Regions from separate parts of the Mus musculus genome. Here all the other regions are linked to region 1. The links are chromatin contacts, called in public HiChIP or PLAC-seq maps. All regions are on one chromosome and are shown on one strand. The core of a region is the stretch at or near the end of the contact, and the rest is flanking DNA. Distances in the headings are between cores, read along the strand shown. Region 1 holds the start of Ppp1r9b (protein phosphatase 1, regulatory subunit 9B). Region 2 holds the start of Eme1 (essential meiotic structure-specific endonuclease 1). Region 3 holds the start of Xylt2 (xylosyltransferase II). Region 4 overlaps Kat7 (K(lysine) acetyltransferase 7). Region 5 has its middle 3.4 kb from the start of Gm11541. Region 6 overlaps Kat7 (K(lysine) acetyltransferase 7).

Region 1 (2,828 bases), core at 223-2,722:
ACCTCCTCAGGTGCCATGTCCGGGGCCCGGCCATTGTCCACCCCCCTCTCTAGCGTCGCCACTGACGCCGCCGCCTCCTCCTCGGGGACCGCTTCGGCCTTGGGTTCCTCGGGTGCAGGGCTGGCTGTGGTGGCCGGGGTGCTGCCATTCTCCAAGGCTGCATGGACCGTCACCTCGGCCTGGATCACTTCCCCGGGAGCCGACTCGGCCTCAGACTCCCCACTTTCTTCAACCTCCACCGGCTTGATCTTGCGCACCTCCCGCGGCTTAGGCGGAGGTCGGGCAGGGGCCACCCGGTGCTGTGGGGGCTGCTGCCCTCCGGGGCCACGCTCCTTCTCGGTCGCGCCATCCCCCGACGGGGCGGGAGGCGGCGGCGGTGGCTGGAACACCCGGGACCGCTTAGTGACCAGCTTCGAGTTGACCTGGGGCGCCCCGGCTGCCCGAGGGGGGCCGGGTGCACGGTGAAGGCCGGTCCTCGAGTCGGCTTTCTCGAAGACCGCACTGAGCTGGCTGACCGTCGGCGACACGGCGTCAGCATCCAGCTTGTCCAGCGCCTCGGTGCTGCCGTTAAAGCGCACCACGACGTCCAGCTTCCGGTCCTGCAGGCCGGCGCGCTCCTGCCTCAGCAGCCGCCGCGCCACGGCCTCCTTGTCGCCACCCGAGGCCGCGGGGACGCTCCGTTCGAACAGCTTCCGCGTCTCCTGCAGCCGGGACGGCGGGTGCGGCGGAGGAGCGGGCTGCGCCGAGGGCGCGGGCTTGGAGTCGAAGCGGCTCACGCGCTCCGACACACTGGTGCCCAGCTTGAGCAGGGCACTGTGGTCTACGTTCTCGTTCAGGCTGCTGGCCCGCGGCAGGGACAGGCGCACCCCGCGATCGGACGCCCGTGGGGCCTCGGCCATGCCTGCGCCTCCGCCTGCCTCACCCGGCGGCCCCGCGGTGGTGCCCATCTGCAGGAACATACTTTTGATGCGGTGGACGTTGGAGCCATATTTCTTATGGTGGGCCGCCTTGGGTGCCTCGTCGGGCCCGGGTGCATCGGGAGGCTTTAGTGCCTGGATGCCCGCTTCGTAGGCGCTGCGGTGCGGGGAGGCGCTCCGGAGGGGACCCCCGGGCCCCCGAGGCTCCGTCTTCATCATGGTTGGGGGAGCCGGGTTCGCATCCCCCTGCTCCCCGCTGCCCCCCTCCAGCAGGCGGCTGGCCAAGTCGGGACCACCGCCCCCTCCCCCCAAAGAAAGAAATCCCGAAAGGCCTTCTATAGAGTCCCCCAGAAACCAAGCTGCCAAAAAACAGTTAACCCTGCTTTAAAAAAAAAAAATCTCCGAGCGCCCTGTGTGGGTCGCCTCCCCCAACCAAGCTGCCAAAGACAGCCAGCCCCCTTCGAAAGCTCTAGCGGCCTGGTGCGGTCGCCCCCACCCAAATTGAAGAAGCGGAGGCTGGCTGGAGCTGCTGGGACCGCGCGCCCAGCCCGCGAAGCAGCGGCCACGGCACCGGCTCACATCCTCCGAGGCGGTGTCAGCGGCGCTGGCGGCGCAGGCGCCCCCTACTCCGGCCGGGGGCCTTGGCTCTCGGGGTGCCCGGCATCCCCGCGCCCGTGGCTGCTCCGCTGACCCGGGCCGCTCCGCCGCGCCTCCCTCCCTCCCTCCCTCCCCCCCGCGCCCCGAGCCTCGGTCTTTCTCTAGCTCTGCCCGAACCGCGGCTGCCGGAGACCGAGCGGCTGCCCTTCTCGCCGCCGCCGCTGGGGGACTGGTACCACTGGGTCCTAAAGGGATCGGATTTCCGGGGCCGGAGCCTGTGAGCCCTCCCCTTCCCTTCCACCCTGTCGCCTGGTCTCTCCTACTCATAGTTGGCGGACAGCCTTCCGCAGCTTCACCGACCTTGGCTATTCTTCTTCAGCCCTCCCATCCCAAACTCGGCTTTTCACAATCCACTTAGGCGTCCCCTCATTTAACCCTGGGGGCGGGGAGCCATCCAGCCACAGCAGGAACTGGCCTTCTCCTCCCACAAAGTGAAGGGGTTCTGTGGGGAGGGCCCTTAATCATTTCTCTAAAGGTCCTTAGAGTGTTCAGGGGTACCAGCAACAAAACTTTTGGGTGCTAGATCAAAGTACATAATTTCTAGCTCCTTCCCAAAGGTGAAGGGGAATCTCAGAGGCGGAACCTGGGATTCTTCATTTTAACAATTCCCCATAGGAATTTTTTTTTTTTCATCTTTCAGAATGTAAAACTTGGGCCCAGCAATCTTTGTGGTGCTCTGTCCGGAGGAGAAATGAAGAAAGGGACAGGGTTGGGGGTTACATCACCCATATGGCAGGAGATTACCAAAGATGCTTTTTTGCCTTGGGAAGTCTTAAAATGACGTTGTTCACCTACCCCTTTGGGGAGAGGTATAGAATCCTGGCCTTCATAACCTGCCAGAAAAGATCTCTGAAACAGGAAGGTTTGTAAGGTGTTGGGGGAGGTTGGAAGGAATGATTCTAGAGTCCCAGGGCTAAAGTTTCCCTATTGAGAGTTCTACGTTGGGTCTCAGACTTAGAGGATTCTGGTCACTTGTGTGCAAGCGTGTTTGTGTGTGTGTGTACCCTACAAATCCCACCTTGAAAACTCAGCTTCTTTAGAGCTCCTTCATTCCTCACATACACAACAAGGGGCCTTGTTATGCCCGTTATCCTTCCCCAATCTAGCAGTGAGGATCCGTCCAATATTCAGTCAGGTCTAGATGTGTAGCTCCTCCAGTCGTTGGTAGATTCCCAGGAACTGAACAGGGTGGACACTAGGACCCAGAAAACAACTCAGGCACAAAGCCTCCCCCCTCTCCCCAGCTGCTTCCTG
Region 2 (2,828 bases), core at 148-2,647, 340 kb after region 1:
ACAGCCAGGGCTTCATAGTGATACAGTGTCTCCAAACAAACAAACATCACAAAAAAAGAACTTAGGAGACATCTTCAATGTCCAGCAATGGAATGGAATCCCCTCCCCCCTCTCCTGTAGCCCATGAAGACCTTGAACTTGCAATCCTCAGGCCTTTACTTCACATATAACCGAGGTTACAGGCATGCACTTCCTGGCTTCACCCACTCACTTACTGGTGATTGGTGTTTTGCTTTTGCCTACATTGTTTCACTCATATGTCTCTGCTCTTGTGAAAAACAAGACTTTACAGATGACTCTCTTCCCTCATTTTACAGAGCAGTAAGACTTGTGGAATCTATATCTTCAGAACAGACAGATGTCATATTCACCCACTACCCTCCAGCTTCTCTACCAACACCACTAATATCTGGGCCAAATGATCTATCCTATAGCAAGTCTTGCAGATGGTTTTCTGTGTAGGTTATTTTATTTTATTTTATTTTATGTTATTTTATTTATTTATAGCTTTTGAGTCTGTGACCCAGGCTGGCCTTGGATCTGATGAAATCTTCCTGCCCCAGGCTCCTAAGTGCAGGGATTATAGGCACTACTATTCCTGGTCCCACTTGGTTTCATTTTCATTTATTTATTTGCACCCAGTCTGCCTCCTCTTAATTGGCTCCTCAAAACTGTAAAACCGAGTCAAGTCATTTTCTTGCCTTCTGTCTACACAGGTTTGGTTGGGTCTGTCTCTTTTAGGTCTAAATTGCTATCCCTTCAAGAGACTTCCTTGGTCCCCTAATCTAAGACTCTTCACAATACTATTCGAGATTACAACTAAGTTACTCACGTGTTTACTGGCTGAACTCACAAGGCGTTAGAAACCATGTTTATGCTGGTACTCTGAGCAGTGTCTCACCAGACCTAAGCGTTGGTCATGGTCATAGACATCTGAAATACCAGCTCTAAGACGGCAAACTACACAGTGGGAACCTACCTCAAAAGCGAGGAAAGGAAAAAAGCTAAGTCTTGAATATCAATTAAATGTTTTGAACTTAGTCTTCTTCAAATCCGGAGGGATCCACATAAACCCAGAGGGGACAGAGCTTCTGGAGTAACTATCCAACGGGCTTTCATTCTGCACTCCCACCCTCCGCAAGCACCGCCCACAACGTGTCACGTGACCGGAGACAGTCGCCCTCCAAAGGTCCGGAGCCCCTCACTTCTTCCCCGTATCTAGGTTCACCATGGGCTCCAGTTTCCATCTCCCAGCCTCCCTGCTGTCTCGCCTCGCAATAGCCACAGTGCTGAGCTACCTGCTGCCCGCGTCCTCAGCGTAAGCGCCGCCGCCGCCATATTTGCTTCACGTTCACTTCCAGGCTGGGAAGTCTGCTTCCGCTACCGGGATAGATCTACTTCCGGGTCTTGCGGACAATTCAAAGAGTGGCGGGAGCAGTAGCAGGTGAGCCCAGATCTCTTGGGGTTTATGGCCGGGACCTCCGGCGACTTCTGCAGTGGACCGTGGGCCCCAGAGACAAGGAGTGTGGCCAGCACGGACGTTTGTCCCACTCCAGGAACCACACGAAGGTCCCTAGGGAGGGACCAGGGTGAGGCTCAGCTAGATTCTGTGCTAGACTGGTTGTAGATGCACAATTTCATTTAATTCCTTACAAACCTAAGTTACTGGTATTATGTTAAATTGAGATCCAGGAAGACTGCAAAGATTATCAGTCACTAATTATTGTTGAAAGAATGATTCTTGCGTGTAACCCAGCAGTTCCAGGCAGACTTAAGTGTACGCACAAGAGAACTGTGAAAACATACTCGTTCAAAATATTTGTACGTGAATGTCTGTAGCAACATTATCCGTAACAGCCAAGAAAGGGGAGCAGGCTAACCGTCCATCAAGCAATAAATGCGTAAACAAAATGTGACATAGCCACACAGTGGAATATTATTCAGCTATAAAAAATGAGGCAGTACTGGTGCATAGTATGGCCACAGAAGGACCCTGAAAGCATGACTGCGAAAGACACCAGTCACCAAAGGCACATACGGTGTGCTTTTATGAAATATACAGAACCTGTAAATCCATAGAGACAATGGATCTTATTTTATTTTTAGATGCTGGGAGAGAGAAAGAACTTGTTTTTTTGTGTGTGGGGGCTTTTTTTTTTTTTCTTAATTTTTAAATAAATAAATAAATGCCAGGTGGTGGTGGCGCATGCCTTTAATCCCAGCACTTGGGAGGCAGAGGCAGGCGGATTTCTGAGTTCTCAGCCAGTCTGGTCTACAAAGTGAGTTCCAGGACAGCCAGGGCTATCTATACAGAGAAACCCTGTCTCAGAAAAAAAAAAAAAAAAAAAATGGTTATAGAAATACCCTTGCTTTTGAGAAGTCTCACTGTATCAAGTAGGCTGGCCTTGAACTCAAAATATCCCCCTCTGTAGCCTCCCAATAGGTGGGATTGCAGTTGTGTGCCAGCATGCCCAGTTTGTAGGATTTCTCTTTGTGATGATGGAGACATTCGGGAGTAAGAGGAGGGTAATGCTGACACAGCACAGACATACGGAGCCCCATCAGTCTGAGTGAATGATTTCTTTATCTGTTAACTGTACTAAGGCTGGGGCCTAACGTTCATGTAGGGCTCTCTATGTGCTAAGCAAGCACTCTACCGCTGCTACTCCAACACCTAAAGGATAGTTTTGAGTACTATACACTATGTGAATTGTAAGGGGAGTTTTTTCCTGTGTGTGGACATGAGCGTACATGGGTGTGTGCATAGGCATGCTTTCCACTGTGTGTAGGTTCTAGGAACTGAAATCCAACTAGGTGACATATGTTTT
Region 3 (2,828 bases), core at 137-2,636, 310 kb after region 1:
CCAGGCTTTTTATGTAGGTGCTGGGGACTGAACTTGGGTCCTCACTGAGCCATCTCTTACAGTGGTTCCAAAATCTTCTTTATAACCTTATCACCCTTCCATTCCACGGATGTATAAATTCTTTATGATGCCTTGGGCCTGTTATCCTAGCACTCTGGAAGTGGAGGCGGGTAGATCAGAAGTTCAAGGTCAACCTCAGCTGTATTTTGCTGGCCTGGGATACACGAGACACTATCTCAGACAAACGAAGACAAACTTCTGTTTTGCACTTGGGAGGTAATGATGGGAGAGTCAAGAATTAAAAGCTACTGTAGACAATAAATACTTTACCAAGTTGGTGAGAGTCCTAGTGTAAGGCAGATCAGGCCAGGTAGCACAGCAAGGCAACTGGATCAAATAGCTCGCTTGTTTGTTTACTTAAAATGTGAAGCGTTTCTGCTGTGGGTTTTGTTGCCTCTAGTCACCTTGCTCTGGCAGGCACCTTCTTACCTCCTTCCACTGCCCACCGTGGTCTGCTGGGATCAGGTGAGGCCCCGGGTGTGTTTAGTCCTTACTGGACACGGCTCTTGAACACGCCAGAAAGCAGTATGGTCAACCAGGTGGGTTCTCTCAGCTCCCTACTCTCCTAACATTTACTGAGCTTTAAAGCTGAGGGCCAAGGCTTCAATGGCGAACGAGGCACGTTCGCAGAGAAATTACCACCAGATGCTTAAATTGTGCTAGCGAGGCACAAGCCAAGATGTCACTGATGGGGTGGAGCGAAAACAGCATATGCTAAGGTCTGGTGGGTCTCCAAGCGTGATCCCAGAGCAGCAGCAGCAGCGGAACTTGTTGAAAAATTTAATTCTCGGAGGTTCTAAACTCCAGGAGTGAGAACTGGCGCTGTTTTTTAAATCATCTTCCAGGAGATTCTGACGTAAGCTAGAAGTTGAGAGCCACAACACCAGCAGAGGCCTGAGGATGCTTGGGATGAGAGGTTGCAGAGTGGCAAGTCAATTTCGTGAAGAGCCTCAGAAGTCAGTCAAGGGCCTATGCTTTGTCTTCAGGGATGCGGCCTTCAGATTTTAGGCAGGGCAGGTGGTACTCACACGTCTTGAGAGTGCCAGCATTTCCCAGGGGTGGGGGCCAGCTGACTCCCCCTCCCCCCATGCCCTGCGACACCAGAGCGGTCAGGCCGCAGATCCTCCGCACTCCGGGACAATGCTTTTGCGGTCAGGAAATGATTCTTCCACAGGCAGACACTCATAGAGATGTGGAAAAGACCCCAAGCACAAGACTCAAACCTTGGAGACAGAAACGAGCGGACCGCCTACTGCCCCACGCCCAGCCCACGAGAGGGTGGGGCCTCGGGCCCCGCCCTTTGCCCGCCCATCTGGGCGGAGTGAGGAGGGACTCCGGGGCCCCGCGCCTGTGCGCACGCCCGCGGCCGGTTTGCAGGGCCGGACGCGCGCCCCGCGTCCCGGGCAGGAAGATGGTGGCGAGCGCGCGGGTGCAGAAGCTGGTGCGGCGCTACAAGCTGGCGATCGCCACCGCACTGGCCATCCTGCTGCTGCAGGGCCTGGTGGTGTGGAGCTTCAGCGGCCTGGAGGAGGACGAGCCGGGCGAGGTGCTCCGACGGCCGTGCGGGCGGGCAGGCCGGGCGCGGGGGCGCGCGGGGTCCTGGCGGGGCTGCGGGCGGCCCCGGCCAGGCAAGTGGGGCACGGGCCGCGTGCGAGCAAGGCGCAGGCAGCCTGCTGGAGCCCAGCCTCCGGTCCCCAACGCTCCCTTTACTGGAGGGCCTGGCTGGCTGCGTGAGGGAGCGGTGCGTGACTCGGAGGTCGAGGCGGCCGGCGAACTGGGGGGCGCGAAGGGATGAGCGGGACATGGTGGGATGGTCTCCGTCCCGGGGAACGATGAAGGTCAGGCTCGGGGATCTGGGCTGGGAGGAGCGACTGGGCCCCAGCCTGCTCGGAGGTGGGGAGCCTCAGGCCAAACTTTCTGAAGTTGGGAGGGGGCGGTGGTGTACGTGCTGTGGGCGGAAGAGTGGGGGCCAAGGGACCCTGGGCATTCGTGTTGAGCTGCGCCTGAGAAGCAGCGACTGGTGGTGAAGTGGAGCTCAGGGGGTGGAATTATGGCCTGTGACAAAGTGTATACACGGGAATAGAGTGAACAGGAGTCACCCCAAGGGAAAAAAAATACTGAAGTGTTCTCAAGGCGTGGCTTTCTCAGCCAGGGAAGAACCCTGGTGGATCTTCAGGAGGGGATGGGAATGGAAGGTGAACTGTTGAGTTGGCCTCAGGACATCAAAGGAGGAAAGAGGCATCTCTGGCTCTGGGGTAATGGAGGAGCAGCTGTGAGCTCCAGACCCTGACCCCAGGGATCTGCTTTCTCTTCACTGGTGCTTTTAGTTGCAGACTCAGACACACCCTCCTGGTTGTGTGGTTAGGAGGGGTCCAGTGGGGTCTAGGTCCGTTCTGGAAAGGTGGGGAGGGTCAGTCAAATCAAAGCCCTAAACTGTGGACAGAGATTAGGGGTTCTTGCTTCTGCCCCCCGCCCCCTTGTCCCTGTGTCTCCAAGGCTTCGGGACAGAGGCTCTCTTGTCACATCCTTTTGGGCTTTACCTGGTAGGGTGAAGAAGGCATGGAGCCTAGAAGCCTTCCCTTCCTGCACCTGGTCAGTCCCAAAGACCTGGTGTGGAGACTGGGAGAAGAGCTGCTCTTCCAGTTTTGGGGAGAATCAAGATGCTGAGGGGGTGAGGAGAGGAGGAACTTGGGACCGTCAGCGACTCCAGAAGGCGCCGAAGCCCGTCCTGGGGAAGCTGGCTGTGACTTGTGTAGGAAGAGCTTGTT
Region 4 (2,828 bases), core at 227-2,726, 300 kb before region 1:
TTGTTAGCCAGGCAGAGGTGTCACACACCTTTAATCCCAGCACTCAGGAGGCAGAGGCCAGTTTTGTCTGCATAGTGAGTTCCAAGCCAGCCAGAGCTTCTCAGTAGGCCCTGCCTCAAAACGTAAACCTGACTACATCTCAGATTGCCTGCTCTGGAGGAAAATAGTGCATGAGGGTACACATCGGGATCTTCACGGCAGCTCCATTTGGAAGCATTTGTTTAATAAAATGAAATGGTAAAGCCAGACTTGTCAAAATCTCACTTCCTAGGTGTGCATGTTCTTCCTGGAAATTAAGTTTTCCCTCCTTTAACAGGACATCTTACAGGAAAGCACGAGAGACATTTCTCCATCTCAGGATGCCCGCTGTATCATAACCTCTCAGCTGACGAATGCAAGGTAACGTGTGCTCCTTCATTCAGGGTGTATTCAAGTGCTTGCGACGTGACCCGCACTTTGCTAAGCACTCTGGGTACAGCGTTGAGCCTGGGGAACAAGGTCTGTTCTTACATGTCAGTGGAGGAAGCAATGGAAAGAAGGGTTTGGTTTGGTTTGGTTTTTTTAACTCCACGAACAAATAAAAGGATTGTACTATGTAGTGAGTGTTGGGGAAGGAGTTAATAGGGAGATTTATCTTTAGAGTATCGGGATTTTCTCCACTGCCGCATTCATTTCCTTGGTAACTGAAGTCATATCCTGCCAGGGCGCATCCTTTCAGAATGTGCGTAGATAGTTGAGCCTACCGCTCCACCTCAGGCTTTCTTAACAAATCCGTGAAGTTGTTTTGCTTTTTCATAATTTTCTGATGTCCCTCTTGTTTGTTTCTGCATATCCTGTTCCTCTTGATTTCTGTCAGTCACACCTGTTCTTGGCTAGTTCTTTTAATTTTCCTAAATAACCTTCGGGACTTGGATGATGTGTTTGAGACTAGAGCCTCGGGTCTTCTTTTGTGCATTCCTGTGTAGGTTACTGCTCCCAAGGATGGAACCACAGGTAATTATGGGGAAGCAAGAATTGCAAATAGTAATTAAGTAGACTCAGGGAGTCTTTGGACAAGTTTTCCAAACTAAATGCTTTGACTGCACCAAAGTGTTACTTGCTTTTTTTGTTGTTCTTTTGCTCACACACAAGGCCTGGGTCACAGGTTTTATGCTTGTATGAGCAAGTCTCATTTGGAAAAGAATTCAATTTCCTGTTCTCCTTGCTACAGGAACTTGTTCTAATATACAAGGTCTCTGGGCGGGGCTGGGAGACTATTTCTTCACACGTTTAAATTTTCACCAAATAAAACGTGAAATGCTTACATGTATTTTTCTGCCAAAGACCCTGCTTTTTGTCTTCATTCCAGGTCTTTGTGTATGAGACAGCTTGCCTTCTGTGTCAGCTCTTCCTGTTGTCTTTTTACTGTCTTAGGCTGGATGAGTGCAAGCATGACTGTGTTAGCACCTGATTCAGACGCTGACCAAACACTTGGACTTCTTCCCCTGAAAAATAACTGTCACGGTTATTGTGACAGTGGTTTCAGAATGCTCCTCTACCGCTTGTCTCTAAACATCTGATAGTGCTTCGCTTTGCATCAGTCTTCTTGAATCATGGCCTGAAGTAATGTCTATACCTTAAGTACCTTAAGCAGTTTGAGAAATTTCAGACCAGGGGAAAAAAATTGCGAATAAAGAAGGCATTTCTGTTATAAAGTTTTACTTCTGCCCTGTATGGGGAAGTGAGACTGGTGTCAGCCGTGCTTTACTACTGGGCCATGTGCTTGCAGGAAAGCACTAGAGATGAGAGCCTGAGACAAGCTAGCTGCCTCCCTAGCCTCAGGAAGTTCTTCAGTTCTAAACTTCCTGCGTGTGAATGATCGCTCTCATATTTCCCAGTAAACCTTTCAATTGTCTTTCATTTTTTTGTGGATGCAGGCAACTTTTTGTGGATAGCAAAGGATTCAGTGACTAAGATAAAAATCAAAAGATAAAAGACACTTGCAACCAAGGAGTTTACATTCCCATGGGAAACCTGTATATTAATATCCATTTATGTTGTGATAGACACCATGAAAAACCAATAGAGAAAGAGAGGGACTGTGCTCAAAGGGAGGCTAACATACTGCTTTTGCTAGAGGAGGTCAAGAAAGCCATATGAGATTGACATAGGATTTAGATGTTTACGGTGTCATAGTAGCAGGGGATAAAGAATCGAGTGGGGAGAGCTAAAGGAGACAGAATAGTAAGTGCCGTGGCCGTGAGCTGGGGATGACAGGGTTTGAAGGTAGACTGTATGATTGGAGCACCATGGGAAATGAAGGCGGAGGATTGAGATCATAAAGGATCAAAATGTTCAGCACAGGACTATGTTTTGTTCCGATGGCAGTTGGAAGCATTTAGAGGGTGCAGGCAGAAGAAGAATGTGTCTGAAGCAACAACTACTTAACTTGTAGAGAACAACTGCAGGAGAAAGAGATGACACCCAATAGGTGCATTGGAAACATGCTTAGAAGTTCTTGCTGTAAATGATAGCTTAGACCAGTGTGTTATTGGTAAAATGTCGAAGATAAGATTAAATTCGGGATATGTTCTGAAGGAGAGGAAGCTACTAGGAGATAGGAGAAAAAGAAATGAAAGATTCCAAGTTTTTGAATGCTCACCTGTTGAGATAGTAGTGGAGAGATGTTGAGTGTAGCAGACGTGGGAGATCTATTGGTTATTCCACTTGAGCCTGCTCAGTGATGCAACCCAGGAGGCTGATAGATGCAGGGTGTCAGTTCCCAGAAGGGGAAGTGACACTGAGGAGAGCAGTGTGCTTTCTCTGCGGTCTTGTGTCTGCAGTTATAT
Region 5 (2,828 bases), core at 179-2,678, 280 kb after region 1:
CAACTCCAACAAACCGAGTGCTGCTCTGGCCTCAATCCCTGTTGCTGTACTGGGGGTTATCTTTGTTAGAGCACATTAATACTGGCTCAGACAGTATTAATGATCCATTTAGCTGACAGTACAGTCTTCCCCATCCCCATCAAGAAAGAGGACATGCTGGCTAGTTTTATGCCAGCTTGACACAAATATGAGTCATTCTGGAAGGGGTAACCAAATTGAGAAAATACTGCCACCAAATTGGCCTGTGGGCAAGCCCATGGTGCATTTTTTATTTGGGGATTAGTGTGAGAGGTCCCAGTTCACTGTGAGCTGGCATTGCCAGCCCTGGGCTGGTGGTTCTGGGTGCTGTAAGAATACAGGCTTAGCAAGGTGGTGGTAGCACATGCCTTTGATCTCAGCACTTGGAAGGCAGAGGTAGGTGGGTCTCTGTGAGTTTAAGGCCAGCTTGGGGGAAAAGAAGAAGAAGAAGAAGAAGAAGAAGAAGAAGAAGAAGAAGAAGAAGAAGAAGAAGAAGAAGAAGACGACTGGCTAAGCAAACCATGAGCAAGTCAGTAAGCAGCATTCCTCTATGGTCTCTGCTTCAGTTCCTACCCTGACTTCCTTTGAGGATGAACTATGGCCTGAGAGTTTTAAGCTGGAATAAACTCTTTCTCCCCCAAGTCGATTTGGTCATGGTGTTTGGCCACAGCAGTAGAAACCCTAACTAAGAGCTAACCAGGGCCACTCCACTCACTATCAAGTAAGGTGATTATCAACAGCACAGCTCTGCAGTCTAGCCTCTGGTGATGCTAACTCCTGTCCTCTGTTAGAAGGAGGTACAAAGGGACCATAGTCTCTGCACAGTGGCACAGATGCATCACACTATTGATGGTGTCATGCTGCTCAAGCCAGAGAAGGGCAAAGTGGCAAATTCAAGAAAACACTAGGTAAAACAAGTGAGCTGGAGAGAAACCTTGTAAAGATGTGGAAAAACCATGATGATAGGGAAGCCCAGAGGGACCAGGCATGGATGCTCCTCCAAGAAATGGGGGAAACTGCTTCATTTTCTGTCCCCCGTTGTTATAATGGAAGCCCATGGCCAAGCTTGACATCTCCTTCTGATCCACTTACTGGGCAGGACCAGAGGAGGAAAATGCTCTGTGGCAAGCCATGCCTTCTGCCTTTAAGGCCTTATGTATCTAGTGCCCAGCATTTTCTAGCTCTAAAGAGATCTATTATGACTGTTAATCTTGATTTTTTTTTAACTTGATGAGATTTAGAGTCACTCTGGAAACAATTTACTGGGAAAGTCTTTAAGGAATTATCTTGACTTGGTCGTCTGAGGTGAAGTCTTATCCTCGATGTGGATGGTGCTATGCCTAGTGTCTGGGATACTACTGCATAGAAAGGGGAAATCCTGCTTCTCACTTCCTGTCTGTGGATTCACCGTGACTAGCTTCCTCAGGCTCACAACACTATGACTTCCCTGTCGTGATGGACCCTTGAACTATGGAGTCAGCATTATGTGTGTCGGCACAGCACTGAGAGAGTAGCTACTACAGCTGTGATAGGAAGAGATCCCGTTGGAAGTGTTCAGAAAGTACCAGCAGGGAGGAGCCCAGCGTGGCTGCCTGGGTGTGACTTGATGGTGTGACCATCAGTTTAGCATCAGTTCCCAGCATGCATCTGTACTGGCCCAATAACCCCCCCCCCCAACAACAACAACAAAAAGCCAGAACCAACACTATTCACAGAGAAACATGGAAAGAGATTTAAGCTAGGAATTGGCTCTCACAGTTCCTAAGGCTGAGAAATCCCTTGGTGTGCTGGCCCCAAGACAAGTTGGAGAATCAAGGGACTTGGTGACATGATTGTGTATTTGATGATCTGAAAGCCAGGGGACAGAGGTCTTCACTCCATAGCTGCTGTAGACCGGGGACTCAGAGGGGTTGCCAGTATTCTGACACACAAAGCACCAAAATCCAGAAATTTTTCTTAAATATTTATTTATTTATTTTATTGTACATAGAGTACACTGTAGCCATCTTTAGACACACCAGAAGAGGGTATCAGATCTCATTACATATGGTTGTAAGCCATCATGTGGTTGCTGGGATTTGAACTCAGGACCTCTGGAAGAGCAAACAGCCAGTGCTCTTAACTGCTGAGCCATCTCTCTAGCCCAAGAACCAGAATTTTTTTTTTTTTTGAGACAGGGTTTCTCTGTGTAGCCCTGGCTGTCCTGGAACTCACTCTGTAGACCAGGCTGGCCTCGAACTCAGAAATTCACCTGCCTCTGCCTCCCAAGTGCTGGGATCAAAGGCGTGCGCCACCACGCCCGGCTAAGAACCAGAATTTTTTAAAAAAATTATTACATTATTCATTTATTTGTGGGGTGAAGGGCCATATACATATTAAGGTCAGAGGACAACTTGCAGGAGTCAGTTGTCTCCTGCCACCATGTGATCCTGGGGATTGGACTCAGGTCACCAGGCTTGGCAGCAAATGACTCATCTCGTCAGCCTAGAATAAAGGTTTTAATGTCCACAGGAAATGGATGTCCCAGTTAAGAAAAGAGAAAGTTCCCTCTTTTGTTACCTTTTTTTCTGTTTGGCCCTCTGTGTACTAGACAATGATCACCATGTAGGTAGAGGTGGGTCTTCTACATTCAGTTGTCAAATGTTCTTCTCTTCTAGAAACTTCCTTATGGACACACCACAAAATGATCAGCAGTTTCCAGGCATTCCTTTGCTGAGTCATATTAACATATAAAATTAATCCTCACAGCATCGGACCATAGGACATTGGGTGACCATGTGACCAGGGATGTCACAAGATATGATTATCTC
Region 6 (2,828 bases), core at 125-2,624, 280 kb before region 1:
CTCGGGGAGTCCTCATAAGTCCTAGGACTGCTGTTTTGTGAAATGGCACCTCAGCTTAGGTCCATTTTGAATTTTTTTTTTAGTTACCTACACATCATAAGCATAAATGAATAATGATTTCAGTTCTCATTGAAGACAGAATAGGAATATAAAGAGGAAACTTTGCAAATCTAAAAATAATAACATCTTGTACTTTAAGTATGTTATTAGGACTTAGGTGAATCTGTTGCTAGTCATTTTGGAATCTTTTTTAAAGCGTATTGGTTGCATGTGTATAATGGTTGCTTCCTTATTCTTCACAGGACCTGATAGATGAGTGGATAGCCAAAGAGGCCAAAAGGTCCAACTCCAACAAAACCATGGATCCAAGCTGCTTAAAATGGACCCCTCCCAAGGGCACTTAAAGTGACCTATCATTCCGAGCCAGCGAGCCCCAGCAGTAGGAATCCGTACCCTAGGGATCTGTCTGTCATTTCTGTTGCTCTTGTGATTGGCAAGTACAGTATCCTTTGGGAAGGCCACCCCCTCAGCACTGTTCTGGCTCCAGCCTTCGTGTACACTGCAGACACTAGTTCTGAGGAACTGTTGTTTCGGCCTCAGTGAGGTTGCCTGGACGGATCTGTATGAGGCTCGAGTACAGATCCCTCATAGCACTGACCCAAGGAGTTGTGTTATGGTACTGTACCTGTCCAGTCACTGGTTCCCACCTCATGCTTTTTAACTCCGAGGTTTGTTGTGTCCTGACCTTTGTGCTAGTGCTTTTTCCTGCCTGGATAGCAGACCTCCAAACATGGTTGCCACCAAAGGGCCCTTTCCAGTTACTTCTAACACATTCTTCATGAAGGGGTGGGCAAGAGGCAGCGCCTGTGCGTGTCTGCTGGGAGGGTCCGCTCACCATGGGTTTCATCTCGCAGTCACTCATTTTTCTCCCTTTTTGTCAAAAGACTTACTACCTTTGATCAGGATCAGGCTGCCCAGAGCTAGGAACGCCTGGCATTTCCCAGGGGTTCACAGGCCTGGTCCATCTGCGTGAGATGGTGAAGCCTAAGAGGTGGTCCCATGCTTTCCTTTGTATTTACTTGTGGACACTGGGGCAGCATTGTGTAGAAGGAAATGAGGAATTCTTTGCCACAGCAGAAAATGCCCCCACTTTTTTTTCTGCCCCCTTTTATGTTGGTAGTTGCCAAAATATTTTAACAGTCTTTTTTCATACATTAAATGACCACCCTGTGGATCTTTCCACACCTGCCTCTGCCAGTCTGGTGTAGGGCAGCTCTACTTTCCACACAAGTTGCACTGATCTTGTCCAGAGCTTCCTGGGAGAAGTGGAAACTGGTTGAAATGCTTGTGTTTCTCAGCCCATGACTCAGCAAGACAGGGTGGCCACTCTGCTACGGTTTGCTTCGCTCTCAACAGTGCCTCCCTCCCCCAGCAGACTGAAGTGCTTCTGTCTAAGAACTAAGTCCATTCCCTTTCGGGACTTGCCACCATCATCCTGTTCTCTGGGTTCCTATTTTTGGTGGTGTTAAGTGAAGGAAGAAGTGTTCCCTCTAATTTCTCCCTGTCCCAGTATATAACCTGCTATCTTGGGGCAGCTTTTGATGTCTGACATGTCACCCTTCCCAAGTTGGTCTCTTCCAACACTGCTGTCTTCACGTGGCACCCTCTTACCACAACCCTAACTCTGGTCATTTGTGCCTTTCTCTTGTCATCTCTGTACACTACTAATATTCACTGTGGGTTGGGGAGCTGATTTTAAGCATGTTCAGTGGCTCCCCTCCAGTTTCAGTGTAACTGTTAAAATGTATCCAAAAGCCACTTCACTGGGGGTTTTCTTAAGGGGTAAAGGCCTTTTACAGATGCTGAGCCCTCCCCACATGTGGCAGAATGTGCTCTTCTGTATCTACTCAATAAAGCATGTTCTCTGCTCATGTCTGACTGCTCTGAAGCTTGTTTATATGGGAATGGTGTGATTGGCTCAGCACAGTGTTAGCCCTGGGGTTTGGAGCTATGGATTGTTTTCCCCTGTGAAGCAGGTTGTTGACAGAGTGAGTGTTTTCTCTGAACTCACAAGCGGTAAAACAAATTGAGTCTGCCTCCCTTTGGCTCCAGGAAGTCGCTGTGCGCAACAGCAGCTAGCTAGTGTAATTTCATTCATCTGCCTCTGGTTTGGGGCCTTGTCAAGGAACCACTGGGAAGTTAGGGTGGGTTGGGGATGCCATGGAAGCTTGTAGGAGGCAGAACAATGCATTCCTTTCCTCTAAGCGTGCTCACCAGTATCAAGCCAGGCCCTGTCTAATCATCATCCAGCCCAGGTTGTGCCTCTGGAAGTAGCTGCAGTTGTTGCTTGTGTTTGCCCAGGCAGGACCAGCGGGGCGGGGCATTGTCGTCTGGGTGTGGAAAGGGAGCTGTGTTTGCTGGGCTACTTTTGCTCACTGGCAAGGCCTCTTACTGGAGTCGGAAAATGCAGTGGAGAAAAATAACTGCCCTTCTGTTGATCTTAGACCAGGGTTTGCTCAAGTCTCTGTGTTGGAACCATTTGCAGCAGAGGGAGATTTTGTTCTCTCAGTTTGAAGAGTGGAGATGGGTAACATGGACGGTAAGAATTGAATGCCAGGGAGGGAGAGATGATGGTTGCACAGTCCTGATCCTGTCGTTGCTGGGTCTGGTTAGCCACTCAGTGGAGGCTAACTTCATTTGTGTGTGGCAGCCTCATGTGCGCTCAGCACTACTTCCTTTGTCCTTTGTATTAGCTGCGTGCAGCCTGCTCGCACTGGTTATACAGAAGGAAACCTGCATCCTACCGCAACTGTGAACCAAGAAGCCAG

The links. HiChIP or PLAC-seq counts read pairs in DNA pulled down with a chosen protein or histone mark.
Region 2: an H3K27ac HiChIP or PLAC-seq map of microglia shows a contact between it and region 1, with 6 times the contacts expected there. The contact joins the promoter of Eme1 here to the promoter of Ppp1r9b in region 1. A contact is called at or near these places in 1 of 39 promoter capture datasets (cranial neural crest), 1 of 484 Hi-C or Micro-C datasets (embryonic stem cells), 9 of 115 datasets of contacts at active chromatin or transcription factors (the 230-238 cell line, the SCID.adh cell line, SST interneurons and 6 more) and 2 of 9 other capture datasets (adipose tissue and liver).
Region 3: a FOXA1 HiChIP or PLAC-seq map of pancreatic cancer cells shows a contact between it and region 1. The contact joins the promoter of Xylt2 here to the promoter of Ppp1r9b in region 1. A contact is called at or near these places in 1 of 39 promoter capture datasets (cranial neural crest), 6 of 115 datasets of contacts at active chromatin or transcription factors (the 230-238 cell line, SST interneurons, bone marrow-derived dendritic cells and 3 more) and 1 of 9 other capture datasets (liver).
Region 4: an H3K4me3 HiChIP or PLAC-seq map of the 230-238 cell line shows a contact between it and region 1, with 17 read pairs. The contact joins the enhancer-like site here to the promoter of Ppp1r9b in region 1. A contact is called at or near these places in 5 of 484 Hi-C or Micro-C datasets (B cells, CD8 T cells, Sertoli cells and 2 more), 5 of 115 datasets of contacts at active chromatin or transcription factors (the 230-238 cell line, bone marrow-derived dendritic cells, bone marrow-derived macrophages and 2 more) and 3 of 9 other capture datasets (adipose tissue, liver and pancreatic islet).
Region 5: a contact with region 1 is called in an H3K4me3 HiChIP or PLAC-seq map of bone marrow-derived macrophages, with 4 times the contacts expected there. The contact joins the enhancer-like site here to the promoter of Ppp1r9b in region 1. A contact is called at or near these places in 2 of 39 promoter capture datasets (cranial neural crest and stem cell-derived epiblast-like cells), 1 of 15 datasets of contacts at CTCF or cohesin (the NIH/3T3 cell line) and 5 of 115 datasets of contacts at active chromatin or transcription factors (bone marrow-derived dendritic cells, bone marrow-derived macrophages, craniofacial prominence and 2 more).
Region 6: a contact with region 1 is called in an H3K4me3 HiChIP or PLAC-seq map of bone marrow-derived macrophages, with 2.8 times the contacts expected there. The contact joins the enhancer-like site here to the promoter of Ppp1r9b in region 1. A contact is called at or near these places in 5 of 39 promoter capture datasets (the C10 cell line, cranial neural crest, embryonic stem cells and 2 more), 1 of 484 Hi-C or Micro-C datasets (natural killer cells), 6 of 115 datasets of contacts at active chromatin or transcription factors (bone marrow-derived dendritic cells, bone marrow-derived macrophages, embryonic stem cells and 3 more) and 4 of 9 other capture datasets (adipose tissue, embryonic stem cells, liver and 1 more).

Annotation. Positions count from the first base shown.
Region 1 is chr11:94,989,856-94,992,683 of GRCm38.p6, reverse strand. It overlaps Ppp1r9b (protein phosphatase 1, regulatory subunit 9B), which reads right to left and starts at 1,472. Exons shown (of 10, transcript NM_172261.3): 1 at 1-1,472. The coding sequence starts at 1,136.
Region 2 is chr11:94,652,312-94,655,139 of GRCm38.p6, reverse strand. It overlaps Eme1 (essential meiotic structure-specific endonuclease 1), which reads left to right and starts at 1,397. Exons shown (of 9, transcript NM_177752.5): 1 at 1,397-1,444. Mrpl27 (mitochondrial ribosomal protein L27) reads right to left here and starts at 1,349. Exons shown (of 4, transcript NM_053161.2): 1 at 1,299-1,349. The coding sequence starts at 1,338.
Region 3 is chr11:94,676,051-94,678,878 of GRCm38.p6, reverse strand. Xylt2 (xylosyltransferase II) reads left to right here and starts at 1,386. Exons shown (of 11, transcript NM_145828.3): 1 at 1,386-1,606. The coding sequence starts at 1,472.
Region 4 is chr11:95,292,134-95,294,961 of GRCm38.p6, reverse strand. It overlaps Kat7 (K(lysine) acetyltransferase 7), which reads left to right. Exons shown (of 15, transcript NM_001195003.1): 5 at 317-399. Among named protein-coding and RNA genes, the nearest start is that of Kat7, 17 kb to the left of the region's middle. Within about 2 kb of position 1,476, at least 97 of the 459 cell types and tissues checked have an H3K27ac peak or open chromatin away from gene starts, as enhancers often do. A contact at or near this core is called in the 230-238 cell line, B cells, adipose tissue and 3 more, where this site is marked.
Region 5 is chr11:94,706,466-94,709,293 of GRCm38.p6, reverse strand. No RefSeq gene overlaps it. Among named protein-coding and RNA genes, the nearest start is that of Gm11541, 3.4 kb to the right of the region's middle. Within about 2 kb of position 1,428, at least 8 of the 459 cell types and tissues checked have an H3K27ac peak or open chromatin away from gene starts, as enhancers often do. A contact at or near this core is called in bone marrow-derived macrophages, where this site is marked.
Region 6 is chr11:95,273,362-95,276,189 of GRCm38.p6, reverse strand. It overlaps Kat7 (K(lysine) acetyltransferase 7), which reads left to right. Exons shown (of 15, transcript NM_001195003.1): 15 at 303-2,828. The coding sequence ends at 404. Among named protein-coding and RNA genes, the nearest start is that of Tac4, 13 kb to the right of the region's middle. Within about 2 kb of position 1,374, at least 44 of the 459 cell types and tissues checked have an H3K27ac peak or open chromatin away from gene starts, as enhancers often do. A contact at or near this core is called in bone marrow-derived dendritic cells, bone marrow-derived macrophages and embryonic stem cells, where this site is marked.